2 separate regions of the Rattus norvegicus genome follow, and region 2 is linked to region 1. The links are chromatin contacts, called in public Hi-C maps. All regions are on one chromosome and are shown on one strand. Each heading gives the region's core, a stretch centred on a gene start, on an enhancer-like site or on the middle of the called end of the contact. The rest is flanking DNA. Distances are from core to core; before and after follow the strand shown.

Region 1 (5,205 bases), core at 451-2,950:
CTGAAGGAAACATCATCCAGAGACTGCTTCACCTACGGATCCATCCCATCTGCAGACACCAAACCCAGACACTATTGCTGATGCCAAGAAGTGCTTACTGACAGAGGCCTGGTAAAGGTGTCCTCTGAGAGGTTCTGCCAGAGCCTGACCAATAAAGATGCTGATGTACAAAGCTAGACATTGGACTGAGCAAGGGGACCCCAATGGGGAAGTTAGGCAAGGACTGTAGGCGCTGAAGGGGTTTGCAACCTCATAGGAAGAACAACAATATTATCAACCAACCAGACCCCCCCCCAAAGCTCCTAGGGACTAAATCACCAACCAAAGTGTACACGGCAGAGGGGGGTACCCATGACTCCAGCTGGATATGTAGCAGAGGACTGCTTTATCTGGAATTATAGGAGTGGAGCCCCTTGGTCCTGTGGAGGCTTGATGTCTCAGTATAGGGGAATGCTAGGCTGCTGAGGCAGGAGTGGGTTGGTGGGTAGGGAGCATCCTCATAGAGGCAGGGGGAGGGAGGAAGGGATAGGGGCTTGTGGAGGGGAAACTGGGCAGGAGGATAACATTTGAAATGTAAATAAATAAAATAACCAACTAAAAAAGAAAAAAGAAAAAATAACCAAATCAAGTCAAAGTGGGACACAAATAAACACCTAACCATGAGGATAGGATAAATCCCTCAGTGAACTCCGAGAAAACAAATATCCTAATGAACATAAGGGCAGCTCGGGAAAGATGAACTCAAGAAAGAAAAACACGGGATAAATGCAAATGTGAATAAGGCTGGAAATAAGAAAAATCTAACCAAACTGAAAGACTCAGTGGAAGGCCTCACTGACAGAGTGGATTGTGTGGAAGCTGGAATATGGCATTGAGAGTGAAGAGTGGGACCATTTAGTCAAAGAGAATGATGTTTTTTAAAATGCTGTGACTAACACATGAGATCTTTGTGAACCAGGAAATTAATCAAGCTTTTGACTTGTAGGCACTGAAGAGAAGAATTCTATGCTAAAGGCACGGAAAATGTTTTCAATGAAATCAAAGAAGAAAATGACTCAAATGTAGTGAAAGAGATGGAAATCCATGTATAAGAAACATACAAAACGCCAAATAGACAGGATCAGAAATGAAACGTCCTCTATCAGAGTGTAGTAAAACATTAACTATGCAGAACAAAGAAAATGGATTAAAAGCTTCAAGAGAGAAACATCAAAGCACATACCAACAAAAAGGTCACACGCAGGACCGTCAGAATAACAACTTACTTCTCAATGGACACCTTAAAAGCCAGAAAGGCTTGGAATGGTGCATTTGAATTTCTCCACAGAGGGCACAGGTGCCAACTGAGACTAGTAAACTCAGCAACATTGTCAGTTATGATAGGAGAGTCAACTCGACAATGAGGGAGCCTACAGAACGGAACAAAATCTGTGCCTAACGGAGAGCTATTATCCAGAATGTACAAGGAGCTTTAAATAAAAAATCCTGAATGCTGAGAAGGATGTAGAGGAGGCAGGCGAGTGACTCGTGATGGAATGCTTTCATGTGACCTGTCAGCCTGAGTCTGATCCCTGAAACTCCATGGCAGCAGCATGGATTCACGAAAGTTGTTCTTTGACCTCCATATGCATGCTGTGGTGTAATGGTGACAGGAGTGCCTTGGGAGGGGGGTAACCAGATCACTGCCCACTCAGCAGGAGCAATGTGAGGCACACTCCACAGGAGGGAGTGCATGCATGGCACTGTGGAACTAGTCAAAAGCCCGTATCTGGGGAAGTTAGAATGCTACATGAGGATTTACTGCTGATGTTTTGCCAAACAGAATGTAGTTTATTTGTCCTTTAACATTTACATTACTACCCAAGACTGGCTTTTAGCCTTGGGCACCCCCCCCAGAGGCCCACAGAGCACTGCTGAAGAGGGTGGAAGTCTGTAGGAGCTGAAGGATGGGGGGAGGGTGGGTCCTGGGGTGGTACCTTCCGTCTGGGTTGTTGCGATCATGGACACACAGCATCTGTGACAACCTGCACAGAGAAGGAGGGACATAAGGATAAAGTGGGGACCAGTGGGAAAGGAGGGGGGTGAGAGAGAGAGAGAGAGAGAGAGAGAGAGAGAGAGAGAGTGGGGGATGATGAATGTAATCACAGCACAGCATAGAATATATGAGAATGTCAAAAAACTTTAACCCAACAAAAATGCTTACAAGGCAAGAAAGGAATGCATCGAAATTCTCAGGGGATTGACCCCAGTTTCTCCACCAAAGAGGTCCAACCTGTGGACACTCAAAATTGTGTAGGGTGACCTAGCTTTGCATATGACCTCCACACATCCTCTTGTACACTTTAAATCATTTCTAGGTTGCATCCAATGCCTAATACGATAAAATATTATGTATTAATAAATATTATTTTTATAACATGTTCTCTAGACCACACAATGAAAAGGGTTGAATGTGTGCAAAATAGACACAAAAATCAAGTGTCTTGATCTATGGTTGAGACTGAAGGTTATGAAATCCATTGATACAGAGGCATGACTATATGTATAAGTATGTTTGTGAGTGTGTTTGCAGTGAAAGTTCGGCTGATCCACAATCCCATTTGGACTTTAAAATTGTCTCAAATGGTGTTCTTTTAAGTAGAACTATATGAAATTGCCATGTGTGTAGGTCAAAATGGTTAATTACCAGTCATTTCTTATTCCTGTCCATAAATAGAGCTACTGAAAACTACTGCTGCCCTTGTCTGATAACTTCTTAGAAATGGGCCATTGTATTGAAAATTATTCTCCCACTCCCACCAATGACACACCCGGCACTTCTTTATTCCTCATGCATTTGCCAAACTGCCCTACAAGCCACGAGGGAAACAGGTGACTGGCTAAGTCCATATGCTCCTCTCTCCATTGGGATTTTCTGCAAAATTTTTCCATTGGCTCCCTTCCCCTGGCAACTAGATACCCACAACTGTCTCCCTCACCCTCAGGATACAACAGTCATGCAGCAGAAGCAGGACTGTGTCTACAATGGCTGCATAGAATCACCTGAGATGGGCTTTTTAAACACTGTATGTTTAAAGTTCCTATACATTACATTAATTATCCAGAGATGGACATATATCGTGAATACAGAAGGCTGTTAATAAAATAACATTACAGTTTGCAGTTTACAAGGCATCAGCTACGGTATGAAGCATTTAGCCTAGGAATGCCTCCCTCATCTCTACTCTAAGCTCTAAGCATCGTCACTTCCCCCTTCAGAGAAGATGCTCTCAGCCCATCCCAGTGGCACAGCTTCTGTACCCGTAGCAACAGCTACAAAACAAGACAGCAGGATTTAGCAGCTTAACAGAAAACACATTAATTTATTATTTACTGATTTTCCTATTTCATCCATTTAAATTTTAAAAACAGGGTCTTGACTCCTGAGCGTTGGGATTATATGCATCCTCATGCTGTCTTCTGTTTGTAGTATTGCAAGAGGCTGAGCTCCAGGTAGCAGTCAGGGCTGAGGTCTCACGTTAGGATTTGAGAAGGAGCAGGTCTGCCTCAGGCTCACTCATGTGGCTGTTGGATGCTTTCAGTTGCTCAGGGACGGGTGCACTTGGAGCCTTGGTCACCTGTTGGCTCCCTGTCCACAGTTCTTTGGCGCACAGAAGCTCACCTGTGGAAGATCACTTTATTGAAGCCAGCAAAGGACAGAATGAGCTCGTGTAGAGCCTTGTCACAGAAGTGACACCCCATTATCCTTAACTGTATCCTTTTGGTTAGAAACAAGTTATCTGACCGGCCCGCTGAGGTGGTGGATATTGATTGCCCATGAAACAGGACCCAGAATTGCCTAGGAGACGAATGGCTGGGCATGTCTGTAATGCAGTGCTGGATGAGGTTAATTGAGGTGGGAAACTCTTCCTAAATGTGGGTGGCATTCACTGCCGTCTTCTTCCTGATTGCAGGTGAAACGTGACCTCAAACTCTTGCTTCCCTGGCATCCCTACCACGATAGACTGCCTGTATCCTAGAACAGAGATACAAAATAGACTTTTCCGTCCTTAAGATGCTTTTGTTGCAGTTAAATAGCAGAAGTGGGGGTGGAAGCCATGCCCTGACTCTGAAGCCCCATCCCCCAGTTGACCACTATGCTACATTGTCTCTCAAATAAGTTAGCCTGATTATTTTCCTCAAAGATTAGTCTGGTTCGTCTCATATAAACTCTAGCACTCTTCAAATGTACGACCCCTTTAAATTTAATCCACCAAGTCAGAAGGAGGCAGAACAAGCCAGCAGAGGACAGCACACTTACTAGTCCTACAGATTTCATCAGAGATAACTCAATCATAAGACTGATATGACTTCTAATGCTAAACTTTGACACCCCCCCAGCTGTTCAACCCAAACTTCTATGTGATTCTTAGAGCATCTGACCAATCTGCATATGGGGAAAGGAGAAAAGCTCAGATGCAGAGAGGCAAAGCTGCCTGGAGAGAGAATTGATATTTTCCAGGCGCCCTCCCCCTCGCCTTTGCATTTAACATCTGTAAACTACATCCAGAACTACAATTACTAGCCTTGACAAACATCTTTAGACTCAGCCATACATTCCTGTATAACTTGGTTTTCAGGGGAGCAGGGGGACTTGTCACAGGACCACCTCTGTGGGCAGAGGTGTATCTTCATTTACTGAAATGTTCCTAGCAACAGAAGTTGTTTTCACATTCGCCCCCAAGTCTTCGGAGTAGAGACAGACAAAACTGATGGCAAGAGATCTAGAAAATTGGTCGATGTGCTTCGGCTCCCTGCGAGTGCAATCTGTACTGTACGTATATCCCATAGCATTTACACACATCAGTCAAAGTGGTGTGTTTTTTAAAAATATAACGACAAACATGAGTTATTGTGGGTTTTTTCCTTTAAAAGCTAACATACGGAACAGCAGGTAAATGCATTCTTGTCGTGCTGCCTAGGGATCGTTCTGGCATTTCAATTGTGTTTTCCTCGCAGGATGATTTCGCTTATTATCTGTTTCCATATTATTTAGCTCTGCACGCATTCAGAACTTAGCCGGCTCAGTTCCTTCTGGGAAGTAACAATAGCAATAATAGCAGTTATTAGCATTCTTATTGATCACTCCCCATGTGCTCCGTCTCCCCTAATCATTTTATGTATGTGTGGTGTGTAATGTATGCACAGGGGCGTTGACTGAGGTAC
Region 2 (5,533 bases), core at 2,319-4,818, 240 kb before region 1:
GTCAGCTCTACCCCGCTACTGTTGGCCCTCAAGTCCTTTGCTCCTGGAGACGGCTGCCAGCCTGACGTAGGAACATGCAGGCAGTGGAGCCTGAGAGACAATGACATAGATGATGGTTTATGTTGTCTTTACTCTTGAAGAGGAATCACTAACTCAGGAGAGAGGGGTCAGATTTAGGTGTGTTAAAGAATGTGAGGATGCACACCCTGCCTGCAGCTCACGTCTGAGGTCTGCACTAGATATTAAGATTGGAGAGTCCTGGGTCTACAGAGCTGAGTGTGGCTTCCTTTAGAGGAGGAGGGACAGAAGCCAAGCATCCCTGTAGAAGGCTCAGGAAGAACAGGAGAATAGGAAACACACCCTTGCTTCCACTGAGTAAAAGGAGTTGGCTCCTGAACCTATGTTGTGAAGGATGTAGACTGTCAACTCGCAGTAGAGCGGTTCGTCTACATTGGTCTCTCTGTGAGGAGGGCTTGAGGATGTGGGGAGCCTTTATGTACAGTACAATAGTCATTACGCAGCGACTTTCCCTCCCTGTCATGCTTAGGTGGAACCAGGTTTTAACACACATCAGCTGGGAGCAGTGGCAGACAGGGCAGTAGGATCTTTGTAAGTTTGAGGCCAGCCTGGTCTATATAGCAAGGTCCAGGCCAACAACACATGCATAAGGAGACATATCTCAAAACAAAACAAACAAACAAAACCAAGAGCCCCCATTTCTCAATAGCTGTGTGTCCTAGAAGGTACTGAACCCATAAACACAGCAGCCTCTTGTGCATGCTCCAGGCAGGGTCCCAACTTGGCTGGGATAAAGTTATGTCCCTGTCTGTGCTTATACCACCCGGGTGTTGACTTTCCCTTCTACCTACCAGGCCCTCCAACTGTCTGGAAGATCTCAGCCTCACTCTCTTTTGCCCCAAATCAGCTCCCCTACTGTGCACTGATCAGTGTGACCTCAGGCCTGTGGGACTTACAGAACTGGTGTCCACGAGGCAGCTTGTAAGGGTAGTTCACGTGTGCAGGGAGATGTGGCTGTGCTTTCGCTCAGGCTGATGCAGACACACTATGCCGCTGGGCTCCAGGGTCATGTGCCTCACTGAGTCTCTCCTATGCCCACTGGTGCCTTGCGAGGGAGACGTTCAGAGCTTGGGCTCAGCCTGTCTTCCTCTCTCCCTCTTTGGCAGGTCTACATTCGCATAAAAGACGACGAGTGGAATGTGTATCGTCGGTACACTGAGTTCCGGGGGCTGCACCACCAGCTGCAGAGTGCTTTCCCACAAGTAAGGGCCTACAGTTTCCCACCCAAAAAGGCCATCGGAAACAAGGTATGCATCCAGGGGCCAGATCTTTGCTGTCACTTTGTCTGTCCTTGAAGACTGTGCTCACCGCAGGAAAACTGCAGTGTTGGGAGAAACAGGAGAAGGGAGCCACCCATGAGCCTCCACCTCAGGGAAGGGCAGTCTTCTGTGGGTGGGTTTCCCCCCTTGTACCAGTATAGCTTCCTAGAAAGCAGCAGAGAGCTTGGCTCAGTGGGGGACGTTCCCTTCCAGTAGGAAACTCTTAACATCACCTGTGTTGTGTGAATGCATCAGAGACAACTGGATGCAGGCAGGCCTGACTGTGGCCTTTAGATAATACTTTAAAAAACAAGCCAGTAAGAGGGCTGGCTCAGTGGGTAAACGTGTTTGCTGCACAAGCTTGTCACACTGAGTTTAATTCCTGGAGCTCATGGTAAGGTGGAAGGAGGTTTTCTGGCCTCCACATGTGCATGTGCATGTGCATGTGCATGTGCATGTGCATGTGCATGTGCATGTGCATGTGCATGTGCACACACAAAAATGTATAATTTACAAAATTAAAGTAAGTGTTGGGAGGCTTGGGGCAGCGGCTCAGTCATAACAGTGCTTGCCATGCAAGCACGAGGACCCAATGCAGCTCCCCCGCCCTCCATAGCCGTGTGCCGCATGCCTGCAGTCCCACACTAGCAAGGCAGCTTGCTGACTAACCAGACCAGCTCACTGGCTAGCTCCTGGTCAGTGAGAAACCCTGTCTAAAAATCAAGGTGGACTCAAGGTTGTGCTCTGGTATCTACACCCACCAACATGTACATGCCTGACCACAAATGCATGTGTGCGCGCATGCGCGCCCCCCCCCCCCACTTACATACAAACACAGAATAAATTGGCCTCTTGGTTGGTCCTGCCTGCTGACTGCTGTGGTGATACAATATTTTCCCTAGTTCCAGTCACTGTTACTATACTCACTCACATGCATGAAGAGACCAGACTTTCTCAAGATGTATCTTTTATTGTGGCCACTTCAGTCACAAAGGTGGGGTGGCCTCTATTGAAAATGTGTTACTGTTTAGCCACCATGCAAAAGGCCACATGGGACTGAAGAAGACAGACCTAAGTCTGGACCCAGTGTGCAGCTGCTCAGTCAATGTCCCAACAGTTAGTGAGTGGAGACATTTCCCCTACCTTGTCTGCACTTGGAATTGCTGAGGGAGCCCACAACCCATCCCTGGTTTCCTGGGTTAACTCCCCTGGGCACTAAATGGATAGTCCCACATAATAGCCATCAGAATCAGGTGACAGGATATCAAGCAGCCGGACATTGAACTTCAGGACCCTTGGAGGACATGGAAGCAACTAGGGATAGTATTGACAGGAACCCCTCTGTGGGGCTGGTTCCAGCATGTGCTGCCCACCAGAATTGCTGTATTCTCAGCTCTTGGTCCTCATTATAAAGACAATCGCCATGCTACTCTAACCTTGGGCCCCTGCAGAAAATCCCCAGTGGTATCCCAACTCAGGACTCTCAAGTCTGTCACATCTGCCAAGGCTATTTGCTGCCACATGAGGCTCTAGGAACTAGCTCGGCCTACCATACGTCTTACATCACTAAGAGCATTCTCTGAGGCTGAAGCAGCTCCTTCTCCACCCGCTGCTTCCTCAGCGACCCCTCCCCCATTTTATAAGCCTGCGTTAAGTCTGCCGAGAATGCCAGTCCATGAGCCAACCTCACCAACCGAGGCTTCTGCAGTTCAGTCATTTAGAAAAAGCCGGGGGCAACCCTAGGCCTGTCCTCTGTGTAGTGGGGACTCTGAGTGAGTAGACCAGCTGGGTGGCAACCAGATGTCCAGACTGGTTTCCTATAGACACATGGACCCCTGACATTTACCTTGTCATTCCTCAATGGCTGAAGGATAGTCTTGGCCTCACATGAGGTTGAGGGTAAACACTTTCCCTTCAGTTCACTTTGACTGAAGACCACAACAGAACTGGACAATTTCTTCAATTTCCAAGAGAGGACTGAGTCAGGGTGTAGAACTGTACCCATAAGGACCTTTTATGATCTCAATTAAAGGCCAAGCTTTTGTGGATTCATGTGGGCCTACTGATGGCAAAATTCCTAGAAAGCTGAGTACAAATTGTCCAGAAAGGTTACTATGTTGGGATCTTCTCCATGACTGGTATATTTCAGAGGTGATTCACTTGTCTGTTTGAACCGTCAGGGAGGATCCAGACATGACATCTTTGGGGTGACTGAGTCATAAACACCCAGTCACTGTCAGCCTTGGCTGTTAACTGCCTCCCTCCTGAACTGACTCATGGGGACCATTTAGGGAGCAGGCTACAGTCTGCTTTATGTACCATATGGGCATCTGTATGCTTCCCCACAGTGCCGTCAGTGCTGACACTGACTGGAGATTGTGAGGTGTGGGTCTCAGCAGGGATTCCCCAGTTCAATTAACAGCAGAAAACTTGCTGGTCCACTAGAGGGGGCTCTCTGGCCTCTCTCTGCCGGGTGGGTTTTGCAGGATGTGCTAGAGGCCAGGCAGACTAGGCCACATTTATGGCTCCAGGCTTGGGCAGGGACTCAGTACTCTTTTGTTAGTATTCAGTGAGCCAATGGGAGCCGAGAACCCTAGGCCCTCTGAGTGTTCACTTGGCACTGAAGCAAGGTCAGGCCCTTCAACTTGTTAGAGAAATTACTCCTCGAGTGCTCATTAACACACGCAAGAAGGCAGTGGTGCTTGCTGTGCTGGTCTGTGTCCATGTAGGGCCTGACCCTGAGAGAGAAGTACAAAAGTGCAGCTGGTGGCTTTTCCAAGCACACTTCCTTGTAGTGGGTGTGTCCCAGAGGATGTGCTAGGTGCTGGGAGATTGGGATGAATGAGATGATGTATGGAGCCAGAGGTGATGGAGAGAGCGCCTGTGGAGTGCAGATGTGGGGGGAAGACCCACAACGTCGGCGATAGCTCATTTCCCAAGGAGAAATGGGGGAGTAAAAGATCCATGTCCAAACAAAGCCGGCTCTGCATTCCTGCAAAGGCCTGGTGCTTCCTGTACTGAGCAAGGGCAGCCAGGAGCCCGGGCTTCTCTTAGGTCAGTAAATGGCACTAAAGGGATTTTACAATACATAGCATCATTTTGCAAGGAAAGCCTTCCCAGGACAGTGACACACATGAGCTCAGCCTTGAAGTGGAGGAAATGGGGCTCTTGGGGAGACTTTTCAATATCAAATGTAATACAAATTTTGCAGTCATGTGTAAAGAATTAGAAGTGTGGGTGCCCCTGCACCCCATGTCTGCTGCCTGATGCGTAGGGAGAGGTTGGACCCAAGGCTGCTGTCTGTTGCATATTCTGACCTGTAACACCTCCAGGAAGCTTCGTCTGATCTCGTGGGTTTCTTTCCCACACTATACCAACTGCCCGATTTATAGTTCTCTCTGTCCTGTGACATCATGGACAACCATGGACAACAGAGCCTGGCTTTTGTGGGCAGATCAAGCACAGAGAGTGAACCCATGACAAGCCCCGAGCTCAAGCAGCAGACTTGCTGCGTGGCAGCCATTTTCCCATCAGTTTCTTTCTCTGGATTTGTCTTTCACTGGACTGACAGGTGCTGGCACTGGTGCAGATAGCATTCATTGAAAGAGATGGTTGGTTCCCAGATGCCACCTCCGGACACTGGAAGTTAATGTTAGTAGGACGGTCAGCATCTTCAGCAGCCATGATGCTCACACCTGTAGTCCCGTTATCCTGAAGGCTGAGTCTGCAGGAACCTGAGTTTGAGGTCAGCCTTAACCACATAGCAAATTCCAGGCCAACTGGGCTATATAAAGAGACCCTGTCTCAAAAAACTAAACCAGTTATGACTGGTGTGGCACTTGGGGACAGCCTTCCCAATTAGCTGGCCACCACTGGCTGTCTCCCTGCTTCACCCCTGCCTGCCCAAGCTGGAGAGCCTTGTTTTTATGCCAAGCCTGCTGCTTTTCTAATTGACACTTGACTCTCTACCGGGCATTTGATCTCATCCACAATGTTTTTAGGCCGTTAGATTGCTTGTATATCATTATTTAATCTACCCCTTCGGCTTGAAAGGCCTTCAGAATATACTTAACCTGTGTTCCATCTGCTGTTTTTGCATGTGTTTTTGGACAGCTGATTAAAATGGCACCAGAGAAGAGCCCTTCTGAGCTCTTACCCTCTTCTTGAGTAATTGGGAATAATTGCCACGTTCCCCT

What was found. Hi-C and Micro-C count contacts between places; a contact is called where the count stands out from the background.
Region 2: a contact with region 1 is called in a Hi-C map of Schwann cells, with 3 times the contacts expected there. The contact joins two enhancer-like sites. A contact is called at or near these places in 3 of 12 Hi-C or Micro-C datasets (Schwann cells, frontal cortex and liver).

The regions. Positions count from the first base shown.
Region 1 is chr10:4,189,241-4,194,445 of GRCr8, reverse strand. It overlaps a transcript of Cpped1 not described here. Among named protein-coding and RNA genes, the nearest start is that of Cpped1, 17 kb to the left of the region's middle. Within about 2 kb of position 1,700, at least 1 of the 93 cell types and tissues checked has an H3K27ac peak or open chromatin away from gene starts, as enhancers often do. A contact at or near this core is called in Schwann cells, where this site is marked.
Region 2 is chr10:4,431,861-4,437,393 of GRCr8, reverse strand. It overlaps Snx29 (sorting nexin 29), which reads left to right. Exons shown (of 21, transcript NM_001109526.2): 19 at 1,185-1,325. Among named protein-coding and RNA genes, the nearest start is that of Cpped1, 230 kb to the right of the region's middle. Within about 2 kb of position 3,568, at least 9 of the 93 cell types and tissues checked have an H3K27ac peak or open chromatin away from gene starts, as enhancers often do. A contact at or near this core is called in Schwann cells, where this site is marked.